Linked DNA regions of Mus musculus: region 1 is linked to region 2. Evidence: chromatin contacts called from public Hi-C data. All regions are on one chromosome and are shown on one strand. The core of a region is the stretch at or near the end of the contact, and the rest is flanking DNA. Distances in the headings are between cores, read along the strand shown.

Region 1 (6,218 bases), core at 3,661-6,160, 3.2 Mb before region 2:
AAGCTAGAGAAAACAAACTCTCAGCATGAAGGAAGTGAAGTAGGCATGATATTACACCCTTTGCTGAAGAGCTGTTGGCATTTAATTGCTGCCAGGGGAGGAAAATAAGTTTGCTTTCAATGGTGACACCTGGTATACTGCCCTCACTCTGGGGAAAGCTGTATATCCAGGCTCTGAAGCAAGGTCCCTGAGTGCTCTGGGAACACCTAGACACACCTATCATGTCACCTTAACCAAAAGAAAAACTTGATATTTAAGAATATATTCCCAAAATCCCAACACTCAGGAAAATGAGCAGGAAGATCACAAGTTAAGACTAACTTGAGATACATTAAAAAAAAAAAAAATCCTTTCAATAGATAGATATAGACATAGATAGACAGACAGAGAGATACGAATATAAAGAAAGATATTCCGATTTAATGTGTAATGTGCTCCAAAGAATGCAGAGCTTCTTTTTTTGTTTGTTTGTTTTTTTGTTTTTCTAAGACAGTGTTTCTGTGTAGCCCTGGCTGTCCTGGAATGCACTTTGTAGACCAGGCTTCGTAGACCAGGCTGGCCTTGAACTCAGAAATCCACCTGCCTCTGCCTCCCAAGTGCTGGGATTAAAGGCGTACACCACCACTGCCCAGCTAAAGCTTACTTTTAATGTTATATAGCAGTACTAGTAAAAATAAAACATGGGCCACAGATGTAAGCCACATACATTATTTTTAAATTTCTAATAGCCACATTTTAAAAATAAACAATTAAATTTCTTTACTATATTTATTTATTGTTGGGGAGTGGGCACGTGTCACCATACAATGTAAAAGTCAGAGAATAACTTTCAGGAGATAATTTCTCCTTCTACCAAGTGAATGGCAGAGGTCGGACTGAGCACATTTACTGTGTATTTATTACAGTAATTGGTAACAAGTACCTGGTCCTGCTAAGCTATCTTTCTATTACAGAAATAAATATAACTGAGATATGTCACATTTTTCTTCTGTTTTAAAATTTAAATTCTGTTTTATATTTAAGAAAATTTCAATGTGAGCCAGCCACATTTCAAGTATATTAGACAGAACTGTGATGCAGGATAAACGTTTTAAAATGATTATTATATTAAAGAACATTTGGCAATCAGGTACAATCCGGTGCAAATTGAGATAGAGAGGGAAGCGTCACTGTGTCTGCAGGTTCAAGGCTCTGCTAAGTGACCTGACGGAGGAGGCTAGAGAACGATGAGAGCAGCTTGGTGACCACAGTGAATGGAGCTGGAGAGGGGCTTCACTCCTGTGCTGCTGGCACAAACAAGGCAGGGAACACAGACCCAGCAAGTGTACTCACACAGTTGATAACACCCAGCAAGCTGCGGCTAAGAACTGCCAGTTTCCTCAGTGAATCGGGAGGCTCAAGGGACATCATGAACAGTGTAAGAAGCGCTCTGCAGCGTACCCCAGCTCACGATCTTCCTCATCCAACTCCCAGATGCTGGGATTACAGGCCTGTCCCACCAGTTAAACAAACACCCGCAGCCTGCTAGTTTGTGGTTGCTTGCAGTTACAATCATTTTCTACACTCTTCTGGACTGGTCAGACTTAAATCTTATCACTATATTGCTAAACACAGAAATAATATTCATTATTTCCTAATCTATTCATTATCCAGAAAACATTCTCAAGACTAACTGTAGCCCAATATAGGGGCTGACTGAGAACAGTCATGAGTAAAAGCCTCATCACGTTCACATAAAACAGGATTTAGCAAATACCTACAAACAAGTTAGTTCTATGAAAACATGGTACTATGTTGTTCTGTAATGAAACCTTATAGGTCATCTAAATATATTTGTTTATAAGAATGTTTGCTTAAAGGTAGACATCAGCACTATACAAATAAATATGCTATATGAGTATTCTTCTCTTACCACAAATTTTAGCAGCTGCATGTGGTCAACAGCTACCGCTAGCATGTGTAAAGCTGTGGGTTTGACTGACAGCTCTGGCAAAGTAATAAATGATAACAATAATAACAATAACAACAACAACACACTAGGCATCTAACGGTCCTATGCTGTTATAATTGAGATGCTGTTAATGACGGACTATAATGACTAAGTACAACATGTTACTGAAAAGGGCTACACTATGAATATGAACTACACCAGAAATACATAATAACTTTTAGCATAAAATAATTTGAACATTATGTGTGAAAGAAAAACAAAAAAGAAAAAAGAAAAGGATATTCCACAAGTTTTCACTATTTTCATAAAGGGAAAATGTCAGTTTTTATCATGATTTCTCATCATTAGGCAATTAAAAATATTTAATAGAGATAAGAAATCAATCAATTTTTTTAAAACTGCAAATAAAATAAAACAGAAGATATAATTGTCTCTATCATAAAAACACAGCAAGTTAAGTTAGATGTCTCAGGAAGCAAATGAGAACCTGAGTTTGATTCCTGAGACCCACAAGGTAGCAAAGAACTGACTGGCACAGGGTGTCCTGACTTACTTACACACATACCCAAACACACTAAGCAGTAATCAAAAATTAAAAACAAAAAGTATCTTTTTTTTTGTTAAATTATTGGTTGAAAGCCAGGATTCATATGAAATGTTCCAAAACATTTCCAAAACAACCTGTCCCTATGATTTATTGATTTACCCAAATTTTCCCTTTTATGAATTTTACAATTAACATAATGCTGGTGACTAAACCCAGTGAGCAAAATAATAATAAAATTTGCATTATTTGTATATAAAATTTGTATAATTTGAATAATCCAAGATAGAATTTTTTAACTGAATTCTTGGAGTAGCAACTAGAAAGGCTGTTTATTACTGAGCTAGTACAACATACTTCGTTCCTTTGTACACACTGTCCTTAATTTGTATTTAAGTGATTACACAAACTTAGTCAGCAATTCAAAGTCCTGCTTTGGCACAAGGGTTTTTGTTTTTGTTTTTTTAAAGATTTATTTATTTTTATTTAGATGAGTACACTGTAGCTGTCTTCAGACACACCAGAAGAGTGCATCAGACCCCATTACAGATGGTCTGTGAGCTACCATGTGATTGCTGGGAATTGAACTCAGGACCTCTGGAAGAGTCAGTGCTCTTAACTCACTGAGCCATCTCTCCAGCCCTGGCACAAGTTCTTAAAGACTTGATTATCTTAAAAGTAAAACCAGTGACAGACAACTAAATATCAGAGATAGTATTTTTTTTTTTTAAAATGGAAAGCAACTTGTTCAACTTGTTAGTCAGGGCCATGAGACAGCTGACTTAAAAATGACCACACAGCTTCTGGTTTATCCCTTTCAGCCGTAAACATAAAGCCATTTCTCACAACATTACCAGATTTCTATCTGGAAGATAGGAATGATCACATAGAAAGATTTTATTCAAGCTAACAAAAAAGTACCTCACACTGAGAGACTGTCTTAACATACTGGGAAAGGCTTGAAAAAACAGCCTTAAAAACTATTTTCTCACCCAAAACATCAGATAAAAAGGTGTTAAATCTTTTGTTTACTTGACGCCTGAGAAGTCAAAAGCAGATCAGATTTGTAATAATTAACTTCCTTACTGTACTGGCTTGCCACAAGAAAGCAAGTGTGGATTAAATGACATCATTAGCTTGGATTCCCAATAAAGCTGGAATACTTCAATTTGCAACAGTTAGCTAAAAATAAAGACCTACCATTTGTATGAGGGAGTGGCAGGCGGTTCTAGTTTTATTTATAAGATTTCTTTATTTAAGAATGATGCTTACTGTAAAATAAACAGGAGACTGACTGAAATACATACTTTTTAGTTTTCACCTGAAAAACTGTTCTACCACAAGAAAAAAGAATGAAGATTTTGGTCTCAAAACAGGACATTTCTGTTTCTCTAAGATTTATCACTGCCTTGAAACCTCGTAGAAAAAAAATACTGCAATTGGTACAATTTCAAAATTAAACAGCATATAGATTAGCATTCCTAGAACTGAAGTGATGTCTGCCTTAACTGTCATTGTCGCCTTGGCGTTGTTATTTTCTGGGCTGCAAGTGCCAAGGGACATGAGAGATTTTCGTCTGTGAATGATTTCTGAGAAAGGTGACGCTTTTTAGACACTTAAGTCACTCTAGGGTTTTCTTTTTCTTTTTCCAGGTAATACAGTAATGTTCAAAAGTTAAACCACTGGCTCCTAACCCGTGCGTTCTAACCGCCTTGAGGGGTGGGTGACACACAAGAGATGCACAGAGAAGTTGCACCGGTCTGCGGTGAAGACCTTTCCGGCGCGCCTTCCTCCTAGGCCCAGGGCGAGCTTCCGCCGGGAGGCCGAGGAGGACCCAGACCTCCTCCGGAGCCCGCACGAGCCTAGTTCGGAGTCCGGGGGAGCCGCCTGACCCGCGCCCCGCGCCGCTACCTCCGCCACCTCGGGGCCCGCGCGGCTCGCGACCCTCAGCGGCCGCAAGCTGCAGTGCATCCCCGCGCTGTGCGGAGCCCGGGCCGAGAGAGAGCCGCGCGCCCCCGCCGCGGCCTAGCCCTCGCCGCCCCGCCGCGCCACCCAGCCCTCACTTACCAGCTGCTGCCGGACCCAGCGCCACATGCCCCCGCCGTCGCCGACGCCGTCGTGGCCCGCCGGACGCGGGACCGAGCGGCAGCAGGTGGAAGAGGACTCCGAGTGTGACCGGAGCAGGCGAGCCCCTCGGGCTTAAGTTCTGCTCTCTGCTGTCCCCGCTTTTCTACCCGAGTCGGGTCCCCATCCCGCCACCCCGGCCCGGAGGTCCTACAGGCGCGGCCTGGCTGCCAACCGCGCCCGGCGCAGCACTACTCCCCGCTGAGCCGCCGCCACCTTCATCTCTGACCGTTGTCACCCGAAGCACCGCCGCCCCCACGGCGCCGCCCCGCCCTCGCCCGCCATGGGCCCGCCCCCACGGCGCCGCCCCGCCCTCGCCCTCCATGGTCCCGCCCCCAAGCCCTGTGCCCCTCCCTCACCTGCTCTGGACCCGCCCGCTTCTTTACCTCTCGGAGGCCCACCCTTCCGTGTTTCCGCGCGGGTTTGCCCGCCCCTTTCCGGGGCGGTTTGTCGCGAAAACGTGAGCGCTGTCAGGCTCGCCGGCTCTGTGGGCCTTTTTCGAGTTTTTGTATCTTGGCCGGCTAGGCTGTAGCAACTCCTCGAAGAGGAGTTGGCTCTGCCCTGTCACAGATCTTCCCCCTCCCCCACCAACCCCCCCCCCCATCCACCCCAACATTCGGATCCACACCAGCAAATGTATGTGACCAAAAGGTCTGTGCCCAGACCATTAAATTATCAAAGACTTACATTTGGAGAGGGAGATGATTATGATCAAACTAAATTGTACAAAATTCTTATAGACTTGGTAAAAAAAATTTTTTTAATTGTCAAAGGCATTTAATTGCTTCACACATAACTCAGCGAGTAACCAAAGTGGACTAATATTGGGGAAAGTTTGAGATTTCTCTGTGAGAGTCCAGCCTGCACCTCAATTTCTGGAGCTATTGCTGAGTTCCTATCCTGATGAATTAAGCTGGAAAGGCTAAGGGGAGAGACTTTCCTCGGAAAGCTAATTGCTAAGCATGCAATGAAAACTACCTCCAAAGTAGCGTGACCTCTCTAACAAGGGTGTGGATAACTTTTAAGAAGGCCCATACAAGCAACTGGAACAAGTTTATACTGTCTAAAAGCAGCCACCTGTTCGTCTTCGTCGTACTCTCTTTTTCCTGAATTAAAACACGTCACCATCAGACATTTGTAATTTGAAAAGTAACATTCTGCAAAAACCTAAATCTAAGCTACGGTGATTAGACAAATCTGTCTTTTGGTTTCAGTAGTCATGTCTTAGTTAATCCAGCATTGCAATTAGAGTCTTTCAGTTATCTATGGCCTATAAAATCTGCAATGGAGCCCTTTAATCCCTTTTTAATCCCTGCACTCGGGAGACACAGGCAGGCAGATTTCTGAGTTCGAGACCGGCCTGGTCTACAAAGTGAGTTCCAGGACAGCCAGGGCTATACAGTGAAACCCTGTCTCGGGGGGGGGGGGGGGGGACCTGCAATAATTTTTTTTTAATATTATAAATTACCCAAATTTAGGACAGATATTTAAAAAGAAAAAGGAACCTTCGTTTTGCTCTTATGCCCGACCCTTACTCTGTGACACCAGCATAAAGTTACTGGAATGCTTTTAGAGAAAACAAAATGTTACTTCCGTTCT
Region 2 (6,114 bases), core at 983-3,482:
AGAAAAAAAAAAAAAAAGAAAAAAAAGAAAAGCAATAATTAGCCTGTGGATGACAAATGCCTGGAGTCTCAGCTACTGGGGCAGGCTGAGGCAGGGGGTGCACTCACACCAGGAAGTCCAGTTTTACCTGGACAATGCGACATAGCAGGGCTTTCCTCATCTCCAAAGCTCTACTTAAACTTAACAATGAGGGGCTTGAAGACGTGATTCAGCAGTTAAAGAGAACTGGCTGCTCTTCTAGAGGACCCAGTTCTATTCCCAGCACCCACATGGCAGTTCACAACTGTCTTAAGACTCAAGTTCCAGGGGTTCTGATGTCCTCCTCTGGCCTCCACAGACACAGGTACACACATGGTACACCAAAATTTGGTTGCATATATATGCAATCAAAATACCCGTACACATTTAAAAAAAAAAAAAAAAGCTGAATGATAAAGGTGTGGTGTTACACACCTGTGATCCCAGCCAGGAGGAGGCTGAAGCAGGCCAGCCTTGGTAAACCTTGTTCAAAACGAAAAACTCAAAATCTCTCAAAACAGTTCAGGTGGAGGAGACTAAGTTCAATCCTCCAGAAACCAAGTGGTTGAAGGAGAGAACCAACTCCAGCAAGTTGTTCTCTGCCTCCAAACACCAACTGTGAAAGTCTACCGCTTCCACATATAAGTTAAATATAATTTTAAAAACCATATGAAAACAGGGCAGTGGTGGCGCATAGTCCCAGCACTCAAAGACAGCTGGATGTCTGTGAGTTCAAGACCAGCCTGGTCTACAGAGCAAGTTCCAGGACAGTCAGGGACACACAGGGAAACCCTGTCTCAAAATCAAACAAATAAAAAACAAAAACAAAAACAAAAGAAGAAGAAGAAGAAGAAGAAGAAGAAGAAGAAGAAGAAGAAGAAGAAGAAGAAGAAGAAGAAGAAAGAAGAAATGAAATGTGCATGCCTCCAGGGCTAGGCAGATGTCTCAGTGCTTTAAAACACTTGTTGCTCTTCAGAAGGACTTAAATTGGTAGCTCACAACCACCTGTAACTCCAGTTCCAGGGGATCTTATGCCCTATTCTGACCTCAAGGGCACTGCGCAGAAACTGTGGTGAAACATGCATCCGTATATGGAAGAAAAACATACACATTAAAAAATCTAAAAACAGAGCAAACATTTAAAATCATGCTTAGTCTGATACCTGCTAGTTCATGCCTCAATTTCCTAATAGCAAAAAATTAACCTGGCCAAATAGATAAAATACTTTTTAGTATTATTTATTTATTTACAGAAACCATGTTAGTCAGAAACCAAAGATTACTCTCGAGTGATCTCCCATTAAAAAAAGAGAAATTTGCCTCCTGTCATGTTACCTGTAATTCAGTTACTCAGGAGTGTCACACAGGAAAAGCTGAAAATTCAAGTCTACAAGAGGCAACAGAGTGAGATCAAGGCTTGCCTGGGTCTCTCAGTGACACTCAGTTTAGAAACCGGTTTAGGGATACAATGGCATTTGCCTAGCATGGGAGACCTGGGAGGGGCTCAATCTTCAATCCTGGAAGAGTAGATATGTAAATAAATGTAAAATCGGTAAAAGCTAGTAACAAAAATCTTGGTTGTAATCCCTAATTTATTTTCCTCGAGTGAAGATGAAACTAGTTTAGCTAAACTAAGTTTCCCAGTTAGCGAAGAAAATAAAAGAATGCCCAAGTCTTAATGCAGTACAGACACCAAGAAGGTAGCAGCTTTCGTCACAATTACGGAGTCAAGACTTAAAGAAGGCATGAAGGAAGGCTTCAAGCCAAAGTCCCCAAACTTAAAGGAATGTTGAATTTAAAGTAAAAGACGTTCTACCTGGAAGCTCCTATGAAAAGCCACCAAAGACAAGCACACGCTAACGCTGGTGTGCGTGAAAAGAAGCGCCGTGGCCACCAGGAGGGTGGCTCCCTCCGGAATCCTGAACTGACGGCGCGGAGGAGGTGCGTGGGGAGAGGAAGCCGCGTGGGCCGAGAGCCTGCCCAGCCGGGTGGATTCCTACCTGGACAGGGCCTTCCCTCAGGCTGGCCGCCCGTCGCCCTTGCCCGGCCCGCCGCCCCGGCCCGTCAGGGCGCTCGCGCTGCGCCGGTCCGGAGCTCGAAGGTCACCCCGGACGTCGCCACCCGCCAGCGGACACTCACTCCGTCCCTGCTCCCCACTGTCACCCAGCAACCACAGCTCCGCCACAGCCCCCTGGCTGTCTCATCCTCCCGAAAGAGGGGAGGTGCCCAGAGGAGGGGCTAGGGGCGGCTACTTCCGGCGCTTCGGATCTCCTATTGGCTGACGCTTCGAGACCAGAACTGCATATATTGCGGGCGCCATTTTCCTTCAGGGCTGAAGGCGAGGTTTGTTTTGGGCAGGAGTTCTTATTAACCACTGGGCTGTTTTCTGTTCCACCTTCCAACTCCTCCCCTTGGTTTTTCCCTTCAGAGTTTTCAAAGCTCAAAGGCGCCAAGTGTGAAAAGATGTCCATGGTTATCTGAGGGTGTAGGGGGAGAAGTACCCCAAAACCACATAGATGTTTATCATGCGGGGGGGGGGGGGGGGGTCGTCAAAACTTTGACTTTTCCAATTGCTCTGGTCTTGATTGGTTTTCTGGGGTTACTGGAGTGAGCTGTGTGTGTCTACTTACTGTAAGAGGTATTACTCAAGAAAATTAATTGTTCATGATTTAAACTTTGTTAGGAATCACCTGGGAATCTTGTTAAACCATTGATTGATTGATCGAGGGTGAAGCCCAAGGACTCTACATGTTCCACCTTCCAAGAGAGGTTTCACAGCATGTGTCCTGAGAGGTTCTTTACAGAGTTAGCAAATGAGATGCTTTTGCCAGGGAAGCCCCTTTATCCATATGAATGGCAGCTACCTCATCTATAAAATACTAAAAATGCCTACTTCATGAATTGTGGGAAAGTAAATGGGTTAGGGTGTAAAGTGCTTAAAACATTGATGGGCACCTGCAAAAGTTGGATAAATAAAAATAAAAGTTGGATAAAAAAGTTGGATAAATACAGTGAATGAGATCATTTCAGACTATGACTGCTATTATGGGGGGGGGGGGAGATCAGGACAAGAGGATAGAGTGAAGAAAAATGAGCAAGGTGGAGCCAAAGAGGTATGTGTTTTCTGAAAGGATGTCATTTCTCAGGTCATTTCAGGACTGTTACTGGGAATATCTGGAGAAAAACTGTCCAAGACACATAGGAAGGACAGTGCTAAAATGGATGAGTTAAAAAAACAAGCATGAGCTGGGCGTGGTGGCACACACCTTTAATCCCAGCACTCGAGAGGCAGAGACAGGCAGATTTCTGAGTTTGAGGCCAGCCTGATCTACAAAGTGAGTTCCAAGACAACCAGAGCTATACAGAGAAACCCTGTCTCCAAAAAAAACAAACAAACAAACAAACAACAACAAAAAACAAAACAAAACAAAACAACAACAAAAAGAACTCACAAACCCGCTGTCACAGCCTCCCAAGTGCTAGAATTCAGATCTGTGCTCTCACTCTGCCTAAATTTGAAGATTTTTGTTTTGGGTTGTTTTTTGGAGACAGTGTCATTTTATATAGACAGTCCTGGGTCCTGGAACTCACTATGTAGAACAAGTTAGCCTTGGACTCACAGAGATCCAATGCCTTTGCCTCCCAGGCCAGATTTTTTAAAATGATTTTTTTCTTTTTGAGACAGGGTTTCTCTGTGTAGCCCTGGAACTCACTCCATAGACCAGGCTGGCCTTGAACTGCCTATTTCCAGGGTATATAGCCAATAAGGATCAGTACTTAAGAGACTGGGGAGAAGGCTCAAGCAGTAAAGTTCTTGCTGTGATGGCATAAAGACCTGGATCCAGATCTCTAGCCACTCATGGGGAAAACAATAATGCTGGGGGTGGGGAAATCTCTGGAGCTGGCTGGCCAGGCTAGCAAATCAGTGAGCTGAGTTCTTTGAAAGACTTGCCAGGCATGGTGGCACACACCTTTGAACCCAGCACTTGGGAGGCAGAGGCAGGAGGATTTCTGAGTTCGAGGCCAGCCTGGTCTACAGAGTGAATTCCAGGACAGCCAGTGCTACACAGAGAAACCCTGTCTTGACAAACAAAAAACAAAAAAGAAAGACTGTTTCCAAAATAAGGTGGAGACTGATAGTGAACGTTGCTCACTGTTGATCTCTAGCGGCTAATGTACTCACACGTGTGCACATACTATGCAAAGCACAGCAAAGACAGGTCAGTACCTAGGGGCTGGCGAATAACTCAGTGACAGTGTGTTTAGTGTGCACAAAGTCCAGAGTCCAATCCCAGTGACAACTGACATAAACTGGAGTCATCAGGGAAGAGGGAACACCCAATTGAGGAACTGTCTTCAAATAATTGGCCTCTGGGCAAGTCTGTAGGGCATTGTGTTGATTAATGTGTGAGATCCCAGCCCACTTTGGAAGGTGTCACCCCTGGGCAGGTGCTCCTTGGTTGTATAAGACAGCAAGCTGAGTGAGGCATGGAGAATAAACTAGTAAACAGTATTTTTACTGAACTCTGCTTCAGTTCCTGCCTTGGCATCTCTTAATGATGGACTATAAAGTTTAAGGTAACACACACACACACACACACAAAGAAAAAGAAAACTAAAACAAAAACAGGAAGACCCCTTTCTTCCCCAAGTTGCTTTTTGGTCATAGTGTTTGTCATAGCAGTAAAAAGTAAAGTAGGCCAATCCTAACACTAAAACACACAAAAATGACCATTTAAAATTATTGACCAAAAAAAAAAAAAAAAAAAAAAGAGTCTTGGGTCTAGAGAGATGGCTCAACAGTTAAGAGCACTGACTGCTCTTCCTGATGTCCCGAGTTCAATTCCCACCAATCACATGGTGGCTCACAACCATCTGTAATGGGATCTGATGCCTCTTCTGATGTGTCTGAAGACAACTACACTGTACTCTTATACATTAAATAAATAAATAAATATTTTAGAAAGTATAAAAACTCTCAAGGCTAGGTGCCAGGTACACACTTTTAATCCCAGGGTTCAGAAGGCAGAACCAGGAGAGTTCAAGGTCAGTCAGGTCTACATAACAAATTCAAGACCAGCCAGGGCTACAGTGTGATACCCTAATCTCAAAAACAGTAACAAAATATTCTCTCCTATTACCATGTGTTCTGGGGTTGAATGAGGGTCATGAGGCTAGAACAGCCACACCTTTACCCACAGAGCAGACATCTACCTGACCCCATGGCTCATTCTTGTATTCCTGAGCACTGTCTTAATAGATCTTCACAGCTGTTTGTGAAAGAAAATAAAACTTGAGACCTGTGATTCATGTAATTTATGTCAAATAGCCCAAAGAGTTGTTTGTTAGCTTTGAAACCTGGGGCTGAAAACATAGCAGAACAGGCCAGGACATGCCCAGGCAGGCCCATCATTAAGACATTCCTGAGGCTGCTTGGCCATAAAGATAAAGAGAATGCAAAGACATGTCCGGACTGGCCCAGCGCCTCCCTATCTCCCGCCCTTCTGACATGGGTTAAATGTTAACCAGAATGCTCTGCTGTTACCTCGATCTGCACGTTCAGTCCGCCGATGTTTAAATGAACCAATTGTGTGAAACCACGCCAATTCCTCCCCCAGCCCCAGCCCCTTTTCTATAAAAACCCCTAGCTTTTGAGCCTCGTGGCCGACAACTGCTATCTCCTGTGTGAGATATGTGTGGGCCCAGAGCTCCGTCATTAACCTACCTCATGTGTTTGCATCAAGACGGTCTCTCTTGATTCTTTGGATGCATGCCAACTCTGGATACAAGTAGGGGTTTCCCCACTAGGTTCTTTCATTTGCTCATTTGAAAAACAGTGAAATACAAAGTCTTGAGCTGTCTGAAAGTTGTTTAACATTCTCTCCATTGTTTGTGGTCATGATCTATTTAAGGACCAAGAATAGAAACCAGGTGTGCACCTTCAATTGATACATGTTCTCTTTTAGGCATCAGTAATGTTCAGTGGGATCAAAGAGTATATTTTCACTTTCTCGAAAGAAACGTTTTAAGATGCTAGAGACTTTCCGGTTGGTGGTTGTTAGACTATGGGGCACAATCCCAGACAAATCACACCAG

The links. Hi-C and Micro-C count contacts between places; a contact is called where the count stands out from the background.
Region 1: a Hi-C map of uterus shows a contact between it and region 2, with 5 times the contacts expected there. The contact joins the promoter of Atp11b here to the promoter of Mfn1 in region 2. A contact is called at or near these places in 1 of 39 promoter capture datasets (pre-B cells) and 1 of 484 Hi-C or Micro-C datasets (uterus).

The regions. Positions count from the first base shown.
Region 1 is chr3:35,752,755-35,758,972 of GRCm38.p6, reverse strand. Atp11b (ATPase, class VI, type 11B) reads right to left here and starts at 4,910. Exons shown (of 30, transcript NM_029570.4): 1 at 4,563-4,910. The coding sequence starts at 4,589.
Region 2 is chr3:32,525,600-32,531,713 of GRCm38.p6, reverse strand. It overlaps Mfn1 (mitofusin 1), which reads right to left and starts at 2,232. Exons shown (of 18, transcript NM_024200.4): 1 at 2,019-2,232.